Regions from separate parts of the Mus musculus genome. Here region 1 is linked to region 2. A link is a contact called in public HiChIP or PLAC-seq data. All regions are on one chromosome and are shown on one strand. The core of a region is the stretch at or near the end of the contact, and the rest is flanking DNA. Distances in the headings are between cores, read along the strand shown. Region 1 has its middle 20 kb from the start of Dlx4. Region 2 holds the start of Dlx3 (distal-less homeobox 3).

The links. HiChIP or PLAC-seq counts read pairs in DNA pulled down with a chosen protein or histone mark.
Region 1: an HNF4G HiChIP or PLAC-seq map of pancreatic cancer cells shows a contact between it and region 2. The contact joins the enhancer-like site here to the promoter of Dlx3 in region 2. A contact is called at or near these places in 6 of 39 promoter capture datasets (3T3-L1-derived adipocytes, the HPC-7 cell line, HPC-7-derived erythroid cells and 3 more), 1 of 15 datasets of contacts at CTCF or cohesin (CD8 T cells), 38 of 484 Hi-C or Micro-C datasets (the AML12 cell line, the C2C12 cell line, the HL-1 cell line and 16 more), 10 of 115 datasets of contacts at active chromatin or transcription factors (a colorectal cancer cell line, craniofacial prominence, double positive thymocytes and 2 more) and 2 of 9 other capture datasets (adipose tissue and pancreatic islet).

What each region holds. Positions count from the first base shown.
Region 1 is chr11:95,162,874-95,169,588 of GRCm38.p6, reverse strand. No RefSeq gene overlaps it. Among named protein-coding and RNA genes, the nearest start is that of Dlx4, 20 kb to the right of the region's middle. Within about 2 kb of position 3,553, at least 14 of the 459 cell types and tissues checked have an H3K27ac peak or open chromatin away from gene starts, as enhancers often do. A contact at or near this core is called in the C2C12 cell line, the HL-1 cell line, a colorectal cancer cell line and 2 more, where this site is marked.
Region 2 is chr11:95,114,756-95,122,100 of GRCm38.p6, reverse strand. It overlaps Dlx3 (distal-less homeobox 3), which reads right to left and starts at 1,984. Exons shown (of 3, transcript NM_010055.4): 1 at 1,455-1,984; 2 at 203-393. The coding sequence starts at 1,779.

The sequences.
Region 1 (6,715 bases), core at 2,304-4,803, 46 kb before region 2:
GGTCCCTGCCAACAGGAGTTGCTCTTCTACAGGAGGGAGAAAGGATGTCACCAAAAGAAGCCAGATATGCAGAGGTGGACCCATACGTGGACAAACACCATACATTGGGGGTGGGGTGGGGTGCAGAGACTAGGGGTGGAAATGATGTCAATAGAGGCTTTGCGGCCATTTGGGGGTCTGCAGAAGGGCAGAGAAAGGGCTTCTGGTTGTTCCGTGGGCTATGCCCACTTCTTGGAGGGAGATGGGAGTGAGACAGGAGACTGGAGCAGCCAAGACTAAAGCCAGCGGTTCCCAACTACGGTAGCAAAGATCTGGCACAGTGGGCCTCCTTAAAACATCTCTGAGGCCCACCTATGTTCCACCCATAGTCTCAGTACCCAATCTCAACTTCACCCCACTTTTGAGCATCAGGGCTAGATAGCACCCGGTTCCTTACCTCTGCAGTGGGACACTAGTACAGGAAATGAGGTGACTCTGGACTCTATGTGGGAATGCAGCTGAGAAGCACGGACCCTGTGGGAGTCGGCCATGCCAGGTGTGTGTGGGCACATGCACGCAGAAGGTAAGATTGGGGTCCAATGGTAAGAGAGGCTTTGTGAAGGAATTTTGCTCCTGTAGACCTGTCCAGTGAGAGAATGGGACAACTGTATGGCTGACTAAGGCTCTGATTTTCACAGGTTAGGGACACCTGTGTAGGAGGACACCATGAGCCAGCCTCCTTTCTTTCTCTGAGGGTGTTGGATCCTCTGGAACTGGAGTTACAGACAAGTGTAGGTGTTGGGAACTGAACCTGTGTCCTCTGTGAGAATAACCAGTGCTCTTACCCACTGAGCCATCTCTCCAGTCCACAGACCCCTTTCTTATACAGCCATCTGTATTGTATTGCACTGTACATACATTTTTGAGACAAGTACAAACATTTTGAGACAAGGTATCCCGAAGGCTAGCCTTAAATGTACTATATAGTTGAGGGTGACTTTGAACCCCCAATCTTCCTGCTTTTACCTCTTAAATGGTGAGTGTACGCATACACTACTGTCTAGTGTATGCAGTGCTGGAAATCAGAACTCGTGCTGTGCGTGCCAGGCAGGCACTCTACCAAACCAAGCTACATCCCAGACCAAGTAGTACATATTATTGTAAAGAAGCCAATCTCCATGAACCTTGTCCAGGGTCCTACTACTGTCCAGGCAGAACCAGACCCCAGTACCCAGTGTTCTCACCCAGGGTTTACCCCTTCGTCACAGGTGGGAGCCAGTCGCCGCAGCATAGTTAGAAGTCTGATAGGATATTGCTGACTCTAAGACTGGGTACTTCCATCCAGGCACTCGTACACCTTTGGGATTCTCCATGAGTGTCCATCTGCTCCAGTTCTCAGCCTCCGTCGCTGATGTCCTCCTTGTCCTCCTCCTACCATCTGCAGGCTCAGCTGTCAATCAAAACCTGTACCACCGTGTTCCTACAGCTCTTGCCTTGAGGCCCAGGAACAACTAACTCCTTGGGCACCATCCATGTTTCTCCAGCTAGGTGCTGCAGTTATTGTCCTGGTGCAGGAGGGCGAGGGGGCGGCCTGTGGGCGTCATGACGCCGGGCTGTCTGCCCCACTCCTCCCCTTGTTATTACCTCTCCTCCAGGCTCCCATTAGCCAGCCTGCCCCAGAGGCCTGCTAGCCCTGCTCTCCTCCTGGGCTTCTCGGCACCTTTGTTCCTTAATTATCACTGGGGAGCCCTGCTCACCTGCCTGCCACTTTCTAAGAAGCTGTCTGGCTCCCCTTTGCCGCCCTGCACCCTAGGACCTAAGCCCCTACACTCCTGGGGTTGGGGCTGAGTCTAGCAGTGGCTTGCCCAAGGCTCCAGCAAGCTACAGAAGCCAGGGCTTGGCCTAGCCCCAGTCCCTCGTATAGATCTTCTCTTGTAGTCCCTTCACCACCTCCTTCTCCTCCTCTGAGAAGTCTACCCTGATTAACCTGTTTTAGCTCTATGTTGACAGGGACAGGGCTACCAGGATTGGACCGCCTAGTGAAGGCGCAATAGTCAGAGAGTAGAATTAACCTGTGCTTGAATGCCTCTTTGAATGGGCAACTCACTCCCTACTAAGACAGTGTTACCCTGAGATGGATGGAGCAGTTAAAAACAAAACAAAACAAACAACAACAAAAACAAACTAACAACAACAAAACATGGTCTCTTCATCTAGTGTGTGTATTCCTTCCCAGCACCCTCTAATTTTCATGGCCTTTCTAGAGCCCACCTTGCTCCATTCCTGAGTCTACACTCTGTCCCATCCATTCTGCTGATGCCCACTGTAGACAGGCAAGCTCCCTGGCTCTATCCACAGGCACTAGGTACCCCTGCCCCACACAGGGAAGCATCCTTGCACTGGCTGCCAAGCTCGAGCCCCTGGCTTTCTTCTGGTCCAGGCTTCTGTTACTGTTCTCTAGCAAGAAGGGCAAGGGAGGAGGTGAGGGGTGAGATGCCTCAGGCCAAACAAGCTCCAACAGTCTACACTCCACTGCGGGGGAGGGCTCTGGCTGCAGACAAGGCCTAGGATGGAGATGGGGGGGGGGGGCTGGGAAGTCAGTGAGAGCCCAAAAATCTCCTTCCAGCATACTGAACCTGGCGCTTGCTACCTGATGTGGTGCAATAAGGATGGATTTGAGGGCTCCAGATAGAGGGACAGGAGCTGAGCTGACACATCCACCCGCATGGGGTCCGTGCTCCAGGTCTCTTGGGTGCTGTGCTCCCCTTCGGGGACCGGGGGAGGCTAAAGATGATTCCCAGAGCTTACCACTGTTTCTACATTGAACCAAGGAGGAACCGGCCAAGCAGAAGGTCCAGTGTTCACAAAGGCTCTCAGAGCCTGGGCCTTTGGACACTGGCTCATTCCATGGCTCCTGCCCCTCCCATCCCTCCTCCACCCACCTTACTTTGCTTTCAAACCCTGAGACAGTAGCATAAGATGGGCTTTCACTTTGTAGCCCAGGCTAGTCTCAAATAGTGAGAGCTGCTTGGACTTCTTGCTGGTGTGCACCCATGGTACCTGGCTCCCCACCAGTTTTGGTCCATATGAAGGGTCTCCCCTCACTTTTTTGTTTGTTTGTTTTATAGTACTGGGTATACACCTAGGGCTTGTGCAAGCCAGGTGGATCGTCTACCACTTAGACATACTCCCCCAACACAGAGGCTGCCTTTTCAAATGTGTCTGTGTGTTCTTTAAACATGTCTTAGCTTCTCCTCAGACTGTGGTTCTGTGAGGATAGAGTAAGGCCCTCTGTGCTTGGACTGCGGCTCTTGGGGGTAGGGTCATGTTTCTTCCCAGAGAGCAAAGTGGCATCTTCCCTCAGACTTGGGCCCAGGAAGTGTGATGACAGGGGCTCCGCCCCCGGACTTGGCTCTGGACAACTGATGTCCCAGGAGTGCCTGAGGGATGCCACAGGGTGCCTGGCACACGCTGAAGGATGCACTGGACAAACAGCAGCTGGGGTGGAGGACTGGAGTCAGAAGGCCACCTCCAGCCACCAGACTGTGACCTCAGCAGGCCTGCCTGTGCTGCTCTCCGGATCTGACTCAGTCCCTTCCCTGGGCCTGCTGCTGGGCGGCCTTGCCCAAAGTCAGCCCCAGGAGGCCATTAGGTTTCAGGAGCTCCACCCTGACAGAGACCATCTCCAGCCCTGCTTGCCCACTAGAGGTCTCAACAGGATGTGGGGAAACCAGGGGGCAAAGGTCACTGGCTGGCCACTTGCTCTATCACCTTTGACCTTTTCCTCTCCAAATGGAAGATTTGTCTACATGAAGATTTCAGCCTGGGGTAGATGTGGCACCCTCCTCTTATTCAGGCACTGTCCTCACAGAGTCCCAGTTATAACAGGCACCCCACAGCAGGCTGGTGCAGAGGGATCCCCATGAGGCAAAGGAGGTAGTTTCTCCATGATGGCAATTTCCGAAGTTACCCCAGAATCTTCCTTGTTAGATAAAAATGAAGCCAACTCTTCTAGAAGTTACCCCAGAATCTTCCTCGTTAGATAAAAATGAAGCCAACTCTTCTAGAATGTTCTAGAGCCTGAGTCTGGATGCCTGGAGGATTCTAATGTGGGAGACATTAAACTCCTAGTAGGGAAAAGGTGAGAGTTGGCTTCAGTTGGCCTTAGCACTCGTGACTTACTTAGCCAAAAGGCTCTAACTTGGTATGCCTTGGGAGGGGGGTCTGCCTTGTTAACTCCCCCAACATACATTCAGTACCCCCTCCCCTCCCCCACACATTCAGTAGTCAGACTCCTGCGTCACCAGGCATGGAAGCTTTGTCCCCTGCCCTTTCTGGGCCCCATCTATCTCTGGAGGTCCCTCATCTCCTCACTTGTCCCCCTCCAGTCTGAGCCAGCTTCCCTTCTAATTTTGTTACTGGGTTTACCTGTTTATGTGAGGAGGGCGAGGGCACAGGTGTGCCTCCACATGTGCGTGGGGGTCAAAGGACAGTTTGCAAGAGTCTTCTACCATGAAGCTTTCAAGGATCAAACTCCGATCATCAGGCTCGGTGGCACTCACCCTTACCCCCGGAGTCAGCTTATTGGACTCCCAGCTTGGGGTCCCTCACATACCCCAGGCCGGTCTTCAGCCCAAGACCTTTGCATTGGCCACGCCCTCCAAGTAGGATGCCCTGTCCACACTTTCCCTTATCTATTGCTTTTAGATTTATTTACTTATTTATTTTAAGTAGGTGAGTACACCATAGCTGTCTTTAGACACACTAGAAGAGGGCATCAGATCTCATTACAAATGGTTGTGAGCCCCCATGTGGTTGCTGAGAATTGAACTCAGGACCTCTGGAAGAGCAGCCAGTGTTCTTAACTTCTGAGCCATCTCTCCACCCCCACTTTTCCTTATTTTTGCCACTCCAAAGTCAGGAGATTTCCCAAGACTTTGACCCATGATTCATTTGAGGCTGTGTCTCTGGGTCTCTAGGGCTCTCGTCTGTGCGTGTGTGTCTGTGTGTGGTGTGTGTGTGTGAGTGTGTGAGAGTATGTGAGTGGTGTGTGTGTGTGTATGTGTGTGTGTGAGAGAGAGTATGAGTGTGGTGTGTGTGTGTGTGCTCGAGTGTGTGTGGTGTGTGTGTGCGTGTGTGTGCGTGCGTGTGTGTGCGTGGTGTGTGTGTGTGTGCATGTGTGTGCGCGCATGTGTGTGTGTGGTGTGTGTGTGTGTGTGTGCGTGTATGTGTGTGCGTGTGTGCGCGTGTGTGTGCGTGTGTGCGCGTGCATGTGTGTGTATGGTGTGGGTGTGTGTGTTTAGTCTTCCTCCTCAGCACTTCTTATACCTGCACCAAGGTTCTGGTTCCTTGGTCATTATCTGCCTCCTCTTCTGCTCGGTGAGATCCTGGAGCCTTGGTGCCTAGTGTGGAGCAGGCATAGCCAGGGCTCCAAGGACTCCGCTAAGTGAAGGTGCATCCCTCCTGGGGAGGGAGAGTCGCATATACAACCCTTAGATTGGCAGGATTAGTACAGAAAGAATCCCTAGAGACAGCCTTACAGGAATTCGGGGAGGAGTGCCAGTCCCTTGGGAAGAGGAATGGTGGGGAGAGGGGAGCTGGTGTGTCCTACCACTACCTCAGAACATAGGTCTGTGAATGATAAGTAGACAAGGCAGGATCCCCCACAACCCCTCCCCCGACCCCAATCTACCATTCTCTGAAGGTCCACCATTCCTCCAGATGGGATGGGAAAGAGTGCCTGTTTAGGTCTTGGGGCTAGGCATCTCCACTGAGCTCTGAGGCTGGCTGTCCAATGCAGGAGGTTCGTTCTGCCTGGCCACTGTGTCAGACCACAGGTTGCAACCCAGGACTTCACTCTGTCTACGGTCCATTGTAGCTTCCATGTATTTCTCTGGGGGAGGCAGGGCTGTCCCTCTCACTCACTCCGCCCTCCATCTCATCAACAGCTGGAGAACAAGTCCGGGGTTCCTCATCTCTCAGGCTGAGACACCTCAGAGCAAACCCATCAGAGGGTAGGTGAGGAAGAAAGGCCCCATGTTCTTACCAACATCCTCTGCAGGGACTCCAGGTTGTTCTGGAAGCACATGGGCTGGAGGTAGTGCCACGCGGGCTGTTCCTGCTTTCTTTTTATTCTGTGGCCTTAGGGAACGTAACCTTCCCTGTTTCTCCCCTTATACAATAGAAGTAATGGTGTTTAGTTCATCTGATTGCTTGAAGACTGAGAAGACATAACAAGCACTTAGCAAAATTCTGGAAAACGGGTTTCATTTAATAAAGTGGGGCTCATTCAACTTTTACTCCCCTACTCGGGAATTCAAGGGCCTCTTTTCTACCATGATGGGTGGAGGCTCCTCTTCCCGGCTCTCAGGGGGTCCAGTGCTTGTCCTGACCTTTCCAATCCAGTTTCCAACCCCCACTTCCTCTTCTGTGCCCCCACTAAACACATCCCGCTTCCTTCTCTGCCAGGCTCTTGGCGGGGCTGCCCTTCTGTTACTTGTTACTTTGCTTGTCTAGCAAGGACTCTTCTCCAGGAAGCCTTCCTGGATCCCTTCTGTTCTGATTTGGGTTTTTTTTTTTTTGTTGTTGTCGTTTTTGTTTTTTTTTTTTCCCTGCCGCAGCCAGGCACCATAGCTGTGCTGTCAGAGTGGCTGGCTATTTCCATCTCTACAAATGTCACCTCTTATACCTGGATCGGCATCTGTTTCTAAGAGGCACAGACAACCTCCCCCTCCCC
Region 2 (7,345 bases), core at 735-3,234:
GCACACTGCACCCTTCTATGCTCCCTACTGTAACCCTTTCTCTGAAAGCTGAGACTCAAGTCACTGGAAGGGCAGGCAAGAGTTCCTGCAGCGAGCTGCCGGGCAGGGGCAGGGCAAAGGGGTGCTTCATGGGCCAGCCAGGCTCAGGGGTACCTAGGGAATCCCAGATCCCTCCTGAGACCCTGGAGCGTTCAGTACCAACCTGTGTTTGTGTGAGGCCCAGCTGTGCAGCTAGCTCGGCGCGCTCAGGCAAGGCCAGATACTGGGCTTTCTGGAAACGGCGCTGCAGGGCAGCCAGCTGATAGCTGGAGTAGATCGTTCGCGGCTTTCGGACCTTTTTGGGCTTGCCGTTCACCATGCGAACCTCGGCTTCCGGCTCCTCTTTCACCGACACTGTAGGGGAAAAACACCAGTTTAGTCTCAGCCTGCGACCACCGCGTTCTCCAAGATTTCCCACCGTCGGACGCCGCACCCTCCGGCCCACTGATCTCCCCGGGACTTCTTGGAGGAGCGTAGTGCCGCCCGCGCCCGGGGAGGAACCGCAGCGACCCAGCCGGACCGGCGGCCGCCCACGACGCGGCGCTCCCAGCTCGGCACCCGGGGCCTCGGAGCGCCGACTCCGGCGCCAGCAACCGACTGGGCGAGGACCGCGCGGCTCGCTCACGACGCCTTCCCGGCTCAGCCACTCTTCTCTGGTGACCCACCTAGCCGCGGTGGCGTCTCCCACTTCTTGTCCCCCCTCCTCCCCATCTCCTTTTAATACGCTTTCTAGTTCAGGATCATTTGTTTCAGGAAAAAATTTGCAAGGACAGTACAAGCGTTTTCTCTGTCTCTTTTCCCTTTCTCTCTGTTTTCTTTTTCTTCCTTCCCTCTTCTTTCCTCCTTTTTCTTTCTTTCCTCCCCGCCCTTTCTTCATTTCCTCTGTTGCTTTCTGCTGTGCGCTTTATCTTACCGCCCCCCCCACATTTCTTTCTCGCCGTCCCCACTTCTCTCTCCGCATCTCTACTTCCCAGTCTCTCCTCCATTTCTGGGACTTCTTTGGGTCTTTCTCCACAAGCCTTTCACTACTCCGGGTTTCCCCTGACGGCATCCAAAAGAAGGGCCCTGGAACCTCCAGTCCTCGCTGACTCCCCTCCAGCTCTCGGCGACCGTCTTTCGTCTCCGGCTCAAGTGCCAGCGGGATGGCAGCATTGAAGGCCCCCATGATCACTCAGAAGGAGCTCCCGGTGGCTCCAGCTGCCCTGGAATCTCCAAGAGACCGCGGCGCACAGTGCGCGCCTCTTCGGAGTGTCGTTCACCCCTCTGGAGGTCATCTAACCCGGTCTCCTCTAATCTCCAACGCTTCCATTTCTTAACCTCGAGTTTCCCTAGATTTCAGCTCCTATTCCCAGACTTCCTCTTGCTTGGGAACCTTAGAGTCCCTCGCACCCTCTCCACAACCCGGGCATCCTCACCTGGGTCCTGGGCAGGCAAAGGCTGCTCCCGGTACGCTCCGTACTGCCTATAGGATCCCCCGTAGGTATATTCCGACTTGGGCGAGTAAGCGCCGGTGCCTGCGAGCCCATTGAGATTGAACTGGTGGTGGTAGGTGTAGGGGTTCACCGTCTGGCCGTAGGGCTGGCCCGAGTAGTAGTCATGCTGAGGAGCGCTGTAATAGCCCAGGTCAGTGACTGTAGATTCGGGCAGGGTGGGCGAGTCCTTGGAGCCCGCATGGCAGCTGAGCGAGCTGGAGATGTCGGTGAGGATGCTGCTGAGCTTGCGATCGAAGGAGCCGCTCATGCTGGCGAGCGCCGCAACACCCCGGGCCTCCTCCGAGGAGCGCCGAACGGGCGGAGGAGCCCAGGTGGGGGTGTGTGTCCAGAGGGCGAGGGCAGGACGCGGTCGCGTCTGGGGGAGGGGGTGGCCGAGGGGCGCTTAGACCATCGCCGGCTGTCGGTCAGTCGCTGCGTGCCTCTCTCCGCGTCCCAAGCCACAGTCAAATGCTGCCAGCTCCGCCCGGCCAGCCGGTTATAGACTCAATGTTGGAGTCGCCGAGGGAGGCTCCTGCGCGCTGATTGGCTGCAAGTCTTGCCTTCGAGGCAAAACACGCTCGCGCTTTCTCACTGGCTCCCCCAACCCTCTCAACCCTCTTTGTTGTTACCCCTAATACACACACACACACACACACACACACACACACACACACACACACTCCCCCCAGCGCCACTGTGTTCCTCCTATGCTCTACCTCCGATAAATCCCCCAAATGTGCGGAGGGGTTGGCTGTGCGGAGCCCCCAGGATCTACTAATCGGTCTGTTTTAGTGGCCAGGGGTGGGCTTAGGTGAGATGAGGAAGGAGGGGAATTTACCCATTGGGTGTTTGTGGAAGGAGGTGGTCCTTAATGATGTATGTGTGGTCTATGCAAATGACAGACAGAAAGTGGCAAAGACCCAGGGTCCATGAAAATATTTTGATCACTTTTAAAATTGGAAAAAAAGGTTGGACTATATAAATATATTATATTTTTGTTTTGTTTTGTTTTGTTTTTTGTTGTTTTTTTTCGAGACAGGGTTTCTCCGTATGGCCCTGGCTTAATATGTTATCTTAATGACACTGCAGATGTGAAATATAAAATTTTAAATTCTGAAGGAAGAGTCTCACCAAGCAAGAACACCTTGGGCCTGCAAGTCCCTACTGGAGCAAGGCTGTATGGATTTAGGGGCTGCTTTAGAAGACAGAGGTACCCCCAGCTATATGTGTGCCCTTTCATGAATGGAAGAGCCACGAGGCAGTCAGTCCCTATGAGGCTGGCTTTCTGTGTTCTTCAGGAAGTCTGGAGGCAGGGTCCACTCAGTCTGGGACAGCTCTTAGGAGCACAGACTTTGTTAGGGGTGAAAGATCTATGTTACATCTTCCGCAAAATACACAAAATACAGTGTGTGCAAGAGTGCCCGTGAGAACCTGTGTGCATGAGAGTGTGTCTCTGTATGTAGTGTGAGGCAGTGGAAGTGTAGGGTCCTGAATGACCGACCTGTGAGCTGGGTATGCCCAAATGTGCATAGATACATGCTCAGATCCATCTATCTCCAATAGACAGGAGCCATGTACTTCACTCAATTTCTTCTGTCCATGGAGGCCCCAATGAAGATGTTTCTCACCTTGGAGCAATCTCCAACCCCCCTAGTCTTGTCTGGCTCTCAAAGTCCAGTTCCCGGGTAATATTTACTGTTCTGGGTGCCAATCTCATTTCTCTATTGCATCTCCACTTCTGCTCCCAAACCTATCCTTGGAGGAAGGAGGCTTCTCCCAATTTTAATTCTTATTTCCCCCTCCATCCCCAGGCCTTCCCTACACACCTCGAACCTTCTATTTCCCCTGCCTTTGCCTAGCCAGGACACAGTGCCAGCGCACCACCTCGTGGTTTTCCGGAGTTCTGCAACTTGCCTTAAGGCTGCATTAAGGAGGAGGTAAGCAGGCAGACAGGAAAGGGGTCTCATTCTGCTTAGATTGTTTAGGGGCCGCAGTCAAATGTTTCGATGTTAAACTCAGACACAGGATGCTGAACCTGGAAAAACGTAGAGTTGGCTGGGCAGAGGACCTAGGTCGGGGAGCAGTGACAGGAGTAGGTGACCGCCTGGCCTGGGCCGCCCCAGGAGGCCGCCGCGTGGGAAAGGTGGGGGCGGGGGCGGGAGAGGGGAACGCTATCTGTCTGTCTATCTGAGCGTCCCCCCAGCTCCTATCGCCCGCCGCTGCGAGCTCGTGGCGGGACGAGTTGCCACCCGCTCTGGATGCCCTCTGTTCTTCTGCCAAGAGGGCGCCCAAGGAGCCCGGGGCGTTGGGGGCAGGAAGGGCATTGGGCTGCCGGTTCCCCTCCCAGGATGCAAGCGGGGGCGGCGGGGAGGGCCTGTTTTGGAGCCCCCAGCTGCCCACAGGGAAGGGACAGCGTCGGGCAAACCCTGTCTCGGGAGTTCGTTCATTCATTCATTTGGAGTAGCAGGTGATTCGGAGACGCCCCAGTCTCTCCTCACCCTACCTGGGCCTGGCTGGGTTGAGCACAGGAGCCTTGGGGTAATAGTGAGTTATTTTAGGGTAATTTCCAAGGTCTGTTGTGCTCTAGAAGCGGACTGAAATCACAACAGTAACGTAAAGAAACATTTAAGGCCGGGCATGGCAGCGTATGCCTTTAACACTAGTACTCGGGAGGCAAAGGGAAGTGGATGTCTGTGTGTTCGAGGCCAACCTGGTCTACAGAGCTAGTTCTAGGATAGCTAAGGTTACACAAAGAAACCCTGTCTCGGAGAAGGGGGTGGGGGAAGAATTATTTAAAAATTGTTTGTGTGACTAACACTTTGTTGCACAGTGTGCTGGAGACTGCCTACCCCATTCACCATAATCCTTCAGATACCTAAGATAGTCTTTGGGAAATGTTTGTTGAGTGACTAAATAAGAGGACCTGAATTCCCTTGACCCAGAGGCCAGGCTGAGGCTGAGGCACAGTTGATGGAAGGCCTGAAGCAGGCACAGGACTCATTCTCAATGGAAATGAGTTCAGAGTTGTTCCTGAAGGGTCCCTACGACCAGCAGGAAGCTCCCTTCCACCAACAGCTGGGTGAGAGCTGGGTGGAGAGGCAGCCAGAAGATGCAGCAGGACTGGTGTCACCCACTGGACCTCATCTGGTCCAGCAAGATGAGCAAGTGTCAGCTAGCCAGAGTCCTGCTCCTGAAGGAGGGGTGAAGCAAGGCAGCTGGTGACCTCTAGGAGGCTGGCAAGAGTGAAGGACGCTGGTTGGTGTCCAGGTCAAGGTCTGTTGCACGGAGAAGAGGTGCCTGCTGATGGCCCTGGTCCTTGGAGACAAGGTGTCAGGCCGAGTGGGCACTGTTCATAAGGAACCAGCAGAGGGATGACGCTCAGGAAAAGAATGGAACCAGGAGTGTAGGCAGGCTTGCTTTCTTCCTTGCCTGGGGAACTGGCGCCATCTAGTGGCCATAAGAAGGTCATGTCTGACTCTCCGGAAGGCTGGAAATCAGCCTCTTGTAGCAAACAGTTTAATGGTCCCCATAACTCTTTGGTTTCCAGCTCCTTCTCTGTTCTCCCATCTATGTTTGGTCAGTGACTTCTCTTTTTGGTTTTTCTGCTTTCAAGTTAAAAGAGCAGTTTACACATATCTTTCCAGAGTCTCATTCAGGCACAGTGTTGGTAGAGCCTCTGTGGTGTGTCCATGTCTTGGGTGCTGATGAGCTGATCTTCAAGACAGCCATAATGTCCTCTTCATGGGGCCCAACTTCCATCATGGGACGTGGGCACTCTGAGGACTGGTTTCACTATGGTGTGGTGGGTGATGGGGTGGGGGTTGTATGTGCTGCCATGGTAGAGGCCAGACCTTTCATAGGCCAGAGGGCATCTGAAGCAAGACCTGCAGGAAGTGTGGCGTTTGGTCTATAAAAACAGGGCTGTTGGGTGGGTAGGGGAGTCAGGGGGAGTGTATGGGGGACTTTTGGGATAGCATTGGAAATGTAAATGAGGAAAATACCTAATTAAAAAAAACCAGGGCTGTTGGCAAAGAGTGGTTCTTGGTTGCTGGAAAAGGCTGTGCAAAGTCTTGTGGAGCTGCCTAGAGCTTAGTATGGGGGTGTCAGTGGTAGGGAGGCCCTAAAAGTGAGGCAAGGGGCTCAGAAATCAGTCCTGGAAGTGGAATAGCAGGACCATGAACTGTACTCATAGGCTGCAGAGAACCATTAAAGTTTTAATGCACACCTTTAATCCCAGCACTTGGGAGACAGAGGCAGGCAGATTTCTGAGTTCAAGACCAGCCTGGACTACATAGTGAGTTCGAGGCCAGCCAGAGCTACACAGAGAAACCCTATCTCAAAAAAATAAATAAATAAAAATAAAGAAAGAAAGAAAGAAGGAAGGAAGGAAAGAAGGAAAGAAAGAAGGAAGGAAGGAAGGAAGGAAAGAAAGAAAGAAAGAAAGAAAGAAAAGAAAAGAAAAGAAAAGAAAAGAAAAGAAAAGAAAAGAAAAGAAAAGAAAAGAAAAGAAAAGAAAAAAGTTTTAACCGGGTTGGAGAGATAATTTAGTGGTTAAGAGCACTGACTGCTCTTCCCGGGGTCCTGATTTCAATTCCCAGCAACCACATGGTGATTCACAACCATCTGTAATGGGATCCGATGCCCTCTTCTGGTGTGTCTGAAGACAGGTACATTAGTGTACTCATATACATAAAATAAATAAATAATTCTTTTTTTTTTAAAGTTTTAATCATGAAAGAACAGGGTGGGATTTTCATTCTAGAAGCACCCCTGGCTGTTCTGTGAACAAACAATTGCCAAGACTGAAGGCTAGAGACCTCGGCACTGGTTCAAGCCAGAAGAAAGTGTGGTCTGGGCTAAAAGGCAGTGGGGCAGAAAGAATGAAAGATGGCGGCTGCCGGGTCACGGGGTTTGGAGATGCACGGTGTGAATGGTGGGGAGAGAGGAACGGGGAAATGGTCTACAGTCTTCTGATGTGGACAGATGAGGGGAAGGTGGACACATTCTATGAACACACAAACCCCAGAAAGAGGGGCTGCATGGCTGGGAAGAGGATGCAGCCAGTTTGCTGCAAGCGTGTGCACCTGCAGACAAGTGCTTATCCTGACCCACAAGACTGCATGAGCCAGAGTTGTACACTCAGCACCCAGACCGAACAAAGCCACACCCCCAGCGCCCAGAAGTCATGCGGGCAAACACCATCTTGATCAATGTCAACTGAACAAACGGATCAGATTGTCCTATGTTTGTTTTTTTGTTGTTGTTTGGTTGGTTGGTTTGGTTTTTTTGAGCCAGGGTTTCTCTGTGTAGCCCTGGCTGGCCTCGAACTCACAAAACCGCCTGCCTCTGCCTTCCAAGTGCTGGGATTAAAGACGTGCGCCACCACTGCCCGGCATATGTTTGGTTTTTAAGACTCACTTCCTTTACCTTAGGTATCTGAGCATTTTTGCCTGCATGTGTGCCTGAGACCCAGGGAGGTCAAAAAAGGTCATTGGATGCCCTGGGTTGGAGTTATGAGTTAAGAGTTGTGAGCCAACATGTGGGTGCCGGGAACTGAGCCCAGGTCCTCCGCAAGAGCAAGTGTGTTCTTAGCAGCTGAGCCATCATCCCAACTCTTTTTTAGCTTTTAGGTAAATGAAAGTATACAGTATATACTCTTTTGTCTTTGACTCTGTCTCCTCCTCCTCCTCCTCCTCCTCCTCTTCCTTTTCCTCCTCCTCTCCCTCCTCTTCCTCCTCTGCCTCTTCCTCCTCTCCCTCCTCCTCCTCCCCCTCCTCCTCTTCCTCTTCCTCCTACTCTCTCTCCTCTCCCTCTTCTCCCTCCTCCTCCTCCTC